Linked DNA regions of Canis lupus: region 2 is linked to region 1. A link is a contact called in public Hi-C data. All regions are on one chromosome and are shown on one strand. Each heading gives the region's core, a stretch centred on a gene start, on an enhancer-like site or on the middle of the called end of the contact. The rest is flanking DNA. Distances are from core to core; before and after follow the strand shown.

The links. Hi-C and Micro-C count contacts between places; a contact is called where the count stands out from the background.
Region 2: a contact with region 1 is called in a Hi-C map of liver, with 4 times the contacts expected there. The contact joins two enhancer-like sites. A contact is called at or near these places in 4 of 9 Hi-C or Micro-C datasets (amygdala, blood and liver).

Annotation. Positions count from the first base shown.
Region 1 is chr30:17,957,232-17,962,042 of UU_Cfam_GSD_1.0, reverse strand. No RefSeq gene overlaps it. Among named protein-coding and RNA genes, the nearest start is that of LEO1, 16 kb to the right of the region's middle. Within about 2 kb of position 1,967, at least 8 of the 20 cell types and tissues checked have an H3K27ac peak or open chromatin away from gene starts, as enhancers often do. A contact at or near this core is called in liver, where this site is marked.
Region 2 is chr30:18,040,612-18,045,422 of UU_Cfam_GSD_1.0, reverse strand. No RefSeq gene overlaps it. Among named protein-coding and RNA genes, the nearest start is that of MAPK6, 51 kb to the right of the region's middle. Within about 2 kb of position 2,207, at least 3 of the 20 cell types and tissues checked have an H3K27ac peak or open chromatin away from gene starts, as enhancers often do. A contact at or near this core is called in liver, where this site is marked.

The DNA of each region.
Region 1 (4,811 bases), core at 718-3,217:
CGGGACGGGACCACGCCCTGAGCCAAGGCAGACGCTCAACTGCTGAGCCACCCAGGTGTCCCTAATATTTCTCATTTCTATAAATAATGCTATAATAAATACCCTATACATCTTCATGCAAATATCTTATTTTCCCAAGATAAAGCTTTTGATATGGAATTACAGAGTCAAAGGTAAGAATATGTTTACAACATTTTGATACATATTATCAGATTCAGGTCAGTATTTGGAACTTAAGAGTTGTTTTTAAGAATCAACTTGCTGCTAAATAATAAAAAAAAATTTTCTAATGACTACGATTGTCTTTGGAAATAAAGTCTTGTGGCCCTCAAATAACCTTTATGCTATTTTCCTTTTAGTTTCTTCTTTAGCACTTAGACCCAGGATTCTATCCTATTCCCCTTCCAAATTTTGTTTCTGTTTTAAATGGCAGATAAAAAGTATGTACATGTGTGTTTGCAAGTTGGAAAATTAAAGGTATGCATACATCAATGTGAATCATTGTTAATCAAAAATGTCACACCCATTTATGGGATTAACTCTGTCATTTCCTTGATGAGTAAGAAAATAAATTGCAGCCAAGGAAATAAAATCTTTACTGGAGTCTAGGAAAATTTCATCTTACAGAGCCCAAGGAAGAAATTGAAATTTTCCAAGAAAGATAATAGTTGCTTTATTCTAATGTATTACTTTATCAGTAGATACATAATAATCAGATACAGAAAGAATTTTCTTGGTGTCTACCAGTCTTAAGAGTACTGCTTTTGTTTTTGTTTTTGTTTTTTTTAATTGGGAAAAGAAGAGAAACCAAAGATATAAGTAAGTTTTATTACAGGAAATGTTTTTATTGTTATCTGAAGTTAGTGTTTTCCAAATCTCTTCTCTCCTTCATGCCACTGTCATTTCCTTGGCCAATTCTTCATTAAGGAAGAGCTAATAAAGGTGTGTGAGTGCCTGTGTGTGCACGCGCGTGCGCGTGCTGATGAATTTTGCTGATGAATAAGGTCTCTCCAGGGTATACCATCACCATCTTGTGGCCTTTTGCCATATTACCACTAAAGGTTTTACTTTTACTTCCTTTTTTTTTTTTTTTTTTAAGATTTTATTTATTTACTCATAAGAGACACACATAAAGAGGCAGAGACAGAAGCAGGCTCCTTTAGGGGAGTCCGATGCCGGACTCAATCCCAGGACCCCAGGATCACACCCTGAGCCTAGGGCAGACGCTCACCACTGAACCACCCAGACGTCCCACCACTAAAGGTTTTAATACCGGAATTCTTTTTGCAATTGCAAATGTGAAATACAGTGTATCTCCTTTTGGTAATCCTTCTGTGGATTAGATAAAATATGCCCAGGGCCAGATACAGCCCGCATGCCAGGAGTTCCCACCCTGCAGTGAGATGGTATCTCTGCACTTGTGCTGTGTTCTCACCTGATTCTAAAACAACCAATTGAATAAGGAAATCTAGTGAGATTTTTATCAGAGTAGCTTTACTGGAAAGTGACATTTTCAGTTCTGTTTTAGGTTTGAGCTGAATCTGTTCCAGTGGTTCCTTTTGATTTGTGAAAATATTGGTTGGCAGGGCAGGTTGTAAGCCTAACTTGTCTTTCTATTTGTTTATAATGTTATAATGCTGAGAATGCCTTCTTACTTTTGTTTCAATAGTCCTCCACTTTAGTACTATTTTATTATGTTCTTTAAAAAAGAGTGGGGTTTTTTTTCCATGCCCTTTCTTGTGGATGGTTCCTCTTTCCCTTTGTCTCTTTAATCTATTTCTTCTTTTCTTTCCTTCCTTATGCTTCTCATTTTGCTTCTTTGCTATCCTTGCTGCATATCACTTTACTTCCTTGGCTTCCTCTGCTAACACCCACCAGCACAGCGCCCCGCCTCCCCTCTCTGTGTCCTTTCTTTGTTCCTTCTAATTCCTTCCCCCAATCAGTAGTTGTTGTTCTGGCTCTTCTAGTGTCGAGTGCACCAACCTCATGTACTCGCTGCACAGGTCTTTCAAGGACATAGCTCCCTGGTAACCCTGAAGCTTCAGGGAGAAACCTAAATCCTACCTATTCAAGGAAGCCACTCTCTAAACCTAACCTTAGATTCAAGAGGAAATATTTCAAAAGGACAACCTTTGCTTCAGTCCTGAGAAGTGCTTCATTATCTGACTCATTACTTTTCTTCTGTTCTTTTTTTTTTTTTTTTTCTTGACATAAGTGCAAATTTTCATAGGAAGTGCACGGGAACATTTTCCAAGCTCATATTTGCTGTGCAAACTCTCATTTGCATAGGGAACAATCACTGACTAGTGCTTTGGAGATGATACTTGAATCTTATAAAAGTGAGTTAGATTAATGATGCTGAGAGGAAAGAGATTTGGGAAAAGGGCTATCATTTTGGAAAACAGCTTACATTTTGTTGTTGTTTTGTTTTGTGTTTTATAAATTTATTTTTTATTGGTGTTCAATTTGCCAACATATAGAATAATACCCAGTGCTCATCCCATCAAGTGCCTCCCTCAGTGCCCGTCACCCATTCACCCCCATCCTCCCCTCCTTCCACCACTCCTAGTTCGTTTCCCACAGTTAGGAGTCTCTCATGTTCTGTCTCCCTTTCTGATATTTCCCACTCATTTTTTCTCCTTTCCCCTTTATTCCCTTTCACTATTTTTTATATTCCCCAAATAAATGAGACCATATAATGTTTGCCCTTCTCCGATTGACTTATTTCACTCAGCATAATACCCTCCAGTTCCATCCACGTTGAAGCAAATGGTGGGTATTTGTTGTTTCTAATGGCTGAGTAATATTCCATTGTATACATAGACCACATCTTCTTTATCCATTCATCTTTCGATGGACACTGAGGCTCCTTCCACAGTTTGGCTATTGTGGACATTGCTGCTATAAACATCGGGGTGCAGGTGTCCCGGCGTTTCATTGCATCTGTATCTTTGGGGTAAATCCCCAGCAGTAACAGCTTACATTTTATTATGAGATGTATATTTCTGTCTTTTCCTGGTAGCTGGAAAACCATTCCATGAGGTAATTAGCTTTACAATTCAAATAACTTTTTTGTTTGTTTGTTTAAGAGAAGAGGGGCAGAGAAGGAGGGAGAGAGAGAATCTTAAGCAGGTTTCATGCCCAGCACAGAGCCCAGCTTAGGACTTGATCCCACAACCCTGAGATCATGACTTGAGCAGAAATCAAGAGTCAGATGCTCAACCAACTGAGCCACCCAGTCATTCAAAAAACTTTTGCAGCTACAAAAAAGTTAGAGCTTCTATAAAAAATTATTTGAGGCCCACTGTGGATTGTGACAATAACAACAATTGTCATTTATTGTTAGTGGAAGAGTCCAAGATTTACTCATTCTTCAGAATCCAAAGACTTCTATGTTCATAGGATCCTGGATAGCAAAGTAGTAGGAACAATATAGTTGAATAAAGAATGTACTTCCTAAAGAAAGATTTTTCCTCACTTAGTCTAAAACTAATACATGCTTATTATAGAAAATGTAGAACACATAGGAAAGAATGAAATACTCTAGTTTCCTCATTATCTGCTCCAGTGAATGCTATATATACACTATTTTTCCTGTACATATATATGATAAAGCTTAACTTATAAATTAGGCACAGTAAGAGATTAACAAAAAAAACTAATAACTAGCATTACTAGTGACTTCATAGAATTCAAATATGAAGTTTTGTTTTGTGCTCTTTCATTATTTATCACAATAATTTTTTTCCTGCAGGATGACTATTTGTAATCTTTAGTTCATTTACTCATTTTGCTGTTTTGGTTTCTGATCTGTTCATGTTCATTAACATAGAATTTTGTGTGATTGTGGAGCTTCTAATACAACTTTCACTCTTCTGACAACAATAAAAAATGTTAGTACGAAAAAATAGGACAATTATAACAATGTACTGTAATAAAAATTATGTGAATATGGTCTCTGAAAATATCTTATTTTGGACTCATTCTTCTTCTGGTGATGATGTTTGATGATACAATGCCTACGTGATGAGTTGGAGTGAAGTGAATGACGTAGGCTTTGTGATATATGTTAGGCTATCACTGACCTTCTGAGGACTGTCAGAAGGGGTATTGTCTACTTTCAGATGGCATTGTCTGTGAGTACCTGAAACCTTGGGGGGTGAAAGCAAGAATAAGGCAAGATTACTGTAAAATAAAATCTGAGCATCCAGAGTTAACTAAGCAGTACTGATATATTGGTATCTATCTTCTTACTGTTTTTAAATTGAATTTGATTGAATCTTGAACACAGTCACTGGGTATAAAATTCAAACGTTTTGAAAAGTCACAGTGAAAAGTGAGGTTTCTTTTCTTTCCTCCTCCAATTGCCTGCATGTTCTCCTCTGTTTCCCAGCTTCTACTGCAGTCTTCCAGAGACAAGTGTATCCATTTACATGTTACACACACACATTTTTAAATGTGACAGTAGCTTTATATATACACTATTCAGAGTGTTTTTTTCTCTGAACTCATGTGTCTTGGATCTTTCCATATTAAAACGTAAAAATATTCCTCACTAAAATTATGAGTGTGTGTGTGACATTTTAAAAGTCAAATAGTACTACTAAACTTAAAACAGTCAGTGTTTACATAATTTTGACTAAGCCAGTCTTGTTAGCTGTGTAACCAAGGGCAAAGCCACTTAGGTTCTCTATGTTTTCTTCAGGCTCCTTATGTATAAAATAGGAATATAATAGGATTGAATATGTCAGTTCTGGCCCAGAAGCCCTTATCTACAATTCTGAAATCCAAAAAGCTCTGAGATAGAAGGT
Region 2 (4,811 bases), core at 958-3,457, 83 kb before region 1:
GAATAAACTGGCTGAGGTAGCCACCTTATACCACGTGATATATCATGATCAATTTAAGAATTAAAAAACTGGGCCACAAAAGAACTTTCTCTGCATTTAGAACAACTTCCAAAGCACCAAAGCAGCACATTACGTACCAAAGAAAGATACTGATGGATCAAAGCACAAAAAGACTTTTAACTCCTAGGGTTTTTTTTTAAAGCCATAATTAAATTTGAAGTGAAACAATAATCTGGGCAAAATAGAAGTGACAAATATAACACAGGGTACTACCTAAAGACACAGACATTATTATCAGTATTAAACACAAAGCTCTCACATAGTTCAATAGGAAAACAAATCCCCCTAAATACATAAATTGACATTTCAAGGGGAGGGAAAAAAATCAAATGGATAATACCTGTGACAATTTTGATGACTTCTTTAGAAATCAGAGATATGCATTAAAATGAGATATAAATTTTCTTTGCTTGGAAGTTAGCCGAGATTAAGAAGAGGATCTATCCAACACCAGCATAATTTGATATAAGCATCGTGGAAAACAACTTGGTATTGTCATCAGGAAAGCTTTAAATCTTACCACCTTATAATTCAGAAATTAACCTTCTAGGAAGGTATTCTAAGAAAATAATAAGAAATAGCAAAAGATATTTGAGTACAAAGAGGTCTATTGAAATATTGTTTATCATGATAGAAAATTATATCAGCCTAAATGACTTATAGCAGGGGAATGATTAAATAAATGATGAAATAGCTATAAAATGGAACAGGATACATTTTTGTTTATTATGTACATTTACAACTAATTTTCAGTAATAAAAAATAGAGGATATAATCTTGAGGCACTTTCCACAAAGATTTATGAAGCACCTACTATGTACGGGGTACTGCTTTAGGCACTTGGGATACATCATTGAGCAAAACTGAAACGATCCTGTCTTCTTGGAGTTCACACTGAGGGTGTGAGGGAGACAATAAACAATAAAAGGTTAAAGGTGCTGTGTTGAAGGAAACAAAATAAGAGCAGGGTAAGAGGGACACAAAGACTTGAAGGTATAGAGTTTAGCCACACTGGTATCAAGAGGAGTACATCTATGTACAAAAGAGACCTATGTCCTCACCTGTTAAATGTATATTTTATTTTTTTTAAATGTATATTTTAATACCCATATTATATATATATATTTTTTAAGGTTCATTTATTTATTTCAGAGCAAGAGAGAGTGCACGAGTAGGGGGGTGGGGCAGAGGGGGAGAGAGAGTGAGAGAGAGAGTAAGCAGACTCCCTGCTGAGCACAGAACCCTTGTGGGGGCTCTATCCCAGGACCTCGGATCGTGACCTGAGCAGAAACCAAGAGTTGGACGCTTAACTGACTGAGCCACCCAGGTGCGCCTATATTTATCCTTAGGTTGATTCTTTACATAGCTCATATATTAAAACAAACAAACACCAAAATATCAATAGTGGCTATCTGTGGAAGATAGGATTGTGGTGATCTTTTATTATATTGTTTATAGTTTGCTGTATTTGCTAATATGAGTAGGCCCAGTTTCATTATCAGGAATGAAACTATATATGATGTTACATGTCTTAAAAAGCGCAGTTCCAGACGCCTGGATGGCTCAGCAGTTGAGCCTCTGCCTTCGGCTCAGGTGGTGATCCTAGGGTCCTGGGATTGAGTCCTGCATCAGGCCTCCATGCTTCTCCCCCTGCCTGTGTCTCTGCTTCTCTCTGTCTCTTATGAATGAATGAATGAGTGAATGAATTAAATTAAATTAAAAATAAAAAGTGCAGTTCATCTACCCATTCCCTACCCAGGAAGGGTTTCCAGAAGAGGGCAAGGTGTAGTTTAAAGGTGGTCTGGTGTCTGACCTTTCCGAGGAGACAGCGTTCCTCCACAAGAGGGCGCCTGGCTTTCGGGTAAGGAGCGGGTGGAGACCCGAGTTTGGAGTCGGATTTGAAGGGAGCCGTGTGTAAAGCATCAATCTTACCTATTTCCACGTCCACACCTCGGAACCATGCCCAGCGTGGCTCAAAAGCCCTTGGCACTCGAAGGCCTGGCTCCTGGGTCAGTAATAATGTCAAAGTCCATTTCCCCCGAAAACAGTTAGTACATACAGTTTAGCAAGACTTGGCCTCAGCCAGTACAAGTGGGAAGAGCATGTTCCTTGCCCTCGGGAGTGAATAACCAAATGTAGGACCTCACTGACCTGATTCCCTCGTTCTCTCTCCATCGTATTCATACCCACGCGATGACATACCTGATCCCAACGACGGGGGGGCTTGTTCTGCCCTTCCCTGAAGTGGTGCACAGAAGGCTCCACTTTAGATAACTCCTAGAGGTGGCTGGCGCCCAGATGGTGCCACTTATGGATAACCACACTACCATATCCCTCACTGCATAAAAGCTGGGGATTAGGGTCCATTGGGGGGAGCGGTTGGGGGCGAGGGGAAGAAGGGCTGCATCGTGTCCTGGGCTGTGCACCTGCCCCTGTCAGTAAGTCACGCTGAATAAAACTGGGTGTAAATGGTATAGAGTGGCTTGTATTGTTTTTCAGTCTCCAGGTGTCTCCTCAGTCCAGGATGCGTCTACTGTCCCTCCTGCAACTTTTTTTTTTAAGATTTGTATTTATTTATTTATTCATGAGAGACACAAAGAGAGAGAGAGAGGGATCCCTAGGTGGCGCAGCGGTTTGGCGCCTGCCTTTGGCCCGGGGCACGATCCTGGAGACCCGGGATCGAATCCCACGTCGGGCTCCCGGTGCATGGAGCCTGCTTCTCCCTCTGCCAGTGTCTCTGCCTCTCTCTCTCTCTCTCTTTTTTTTTTTTAAAGATTTTATTTATTTATTCATGATAGTCACACAGAGAGAGACAGAGAGGCAGAGACACAGGCAGAGGGAGAAGCAGGCTCCATGCAGGGAGCCCAATTTGGGACTCGATCCTGGGACCCCAGGATCACGCCCTGGGCCGAAGGCAATGCTTGACCACTGAGCCACCCAGGCGTCCCCCCTCCTCCACCTTCTAACAACAAACCCAAGAGAACTAACTCAGTTCCTTTTTCCCAGTGGGACCGCTGGGGGAGAAAAAGGAGGTCTGTAGAGCAAGAGAAGATCCAGCAGAGGTCGATCAATGCAGAAGCAAATGTGAATCAACGGGATGCTCTCCCACGCTGGAAAGATAGGCGCATAGAGCAGGGAAAGGCAGGTGGAGAGGGCAAGAGAGGTAGAGGCACAAGTAACACTGCAAAAAGCCATTGACCTGGATGGTGCTGGAGATTTTGCAACCTAATGACCCCCGGTTATCAGAAATTGTACCCCTGGCCCCCAGTCTCTTAGCAAACCTGACCTACATGAAACCAAAGAGCAAAGAGACTGTCCATAGCTCAAGGCGCTGACGCAGTCACTCTGTTGTGCCTGCCAATTTGGCCTGCAGGTGTTTACTTATCTGATCTTGGCTGGATGAGCCCTCACTTCCATCATCCAAGGCTTGCTTCCCTACATGTTCGGGAACATAGTGCTGCAGGCACTGGCCAGAAGATGGGAACGAAAGTAGACATAATGCCCAAGAAATGTACCTGACTCATCCCAGTACATGATGGGATGGGAAAAGAGAAGAGGGCCACCCAGCCCAATCTGGGGCTCAGGGAGGGCTTCCTGGATGAGATGGTACTTGAGCTTGTTGGGAAGGACACATGGGTGTGTTTGAGAGGAGGAGAGGGTTACCGGCCAAGGGAACAGCACAGGGGTAAGAGAGGATGACCTTATGTCCATGCAAGCAGCGTGTCATGACTGGAGCCTGGTGTGAATGCATGAAAGTGGTAAGAGGCAGGGCTGAAATGGAGGCTGTTTTTATTTAGGGTGTTGGTGACCATCCTTGAGCTATGGATGGTCTCTTTGCTCTTTGGTTTCATGTAGGTCAGGTTTGCTAAGAGACTGGGGGCCAGGGGTACAATTTCTGATAACCGGGGGTCATCAATGGAGGCCCTGGGAAGCCTTGAGCGTTTTAAACAATGGAGCTACCTGAACATTGACAGTTTGCAAAAGTCACTGATGAGCTTTGTGTGGCCAGATCCACCAGATACTTTTCAATATGTATCTTATGTGAAGTTTCTCAGGAGTATTTGGTACTGCTGCCTTCTCCATCCCCCCTGGAGCAATCTCCTGTCTTCTCGGTCACTAAGTTCTGCTTTTTCTGTCTGGTTCTCTGATCACTTTTTCCAGCTCCCACTCTGGCTGCTCCTCCCCTCTCTGGCCTCTGATTGGTGTTTACAGGCCCTGTCTTGTTTCCTGCTCACCATCAGCTCCTGCTCTCAACCACCTCATTTTATTATTGTGGCATCACATATACCCATATAATAGTGTCAGGGGAGAGGGAAGGGTCCAGAGTCAAGGGTCATAGCTCCTGGTGTCATGACTCAGTGAGCATGTTCATACTGAATTATGAGCAATTGTGGGATGAGTCAGGGTGGAGGGGTCGTTATGGATTCAGGGATACTTGGAGGCATGTATTGGAGGAAGAGAGAATTGCTGATTAGAATAGTCAGTGTCCTGAATCTGAAAGAAAGTAGACTACAGGGCTCACAACTATTTCCAAGTGTAGAGGGAGTGGTAGACACCAGCATGTTTTAAAAAACCAAGTATAGGGTCTGAGAAGAATGTGAATGCAGGAAGGTGCAGGGAAGATGAGTAGGCCCAACAGAGCAAGCTGACTCCAAAGTCTGGGAAGTCACTGGAGACAGGGATCCAGGCCACAAGAGCAAGGCCAGCAGAATGAGTGGTAGCCTCTGGTTTGGATCTCGGCTCCATTGTGG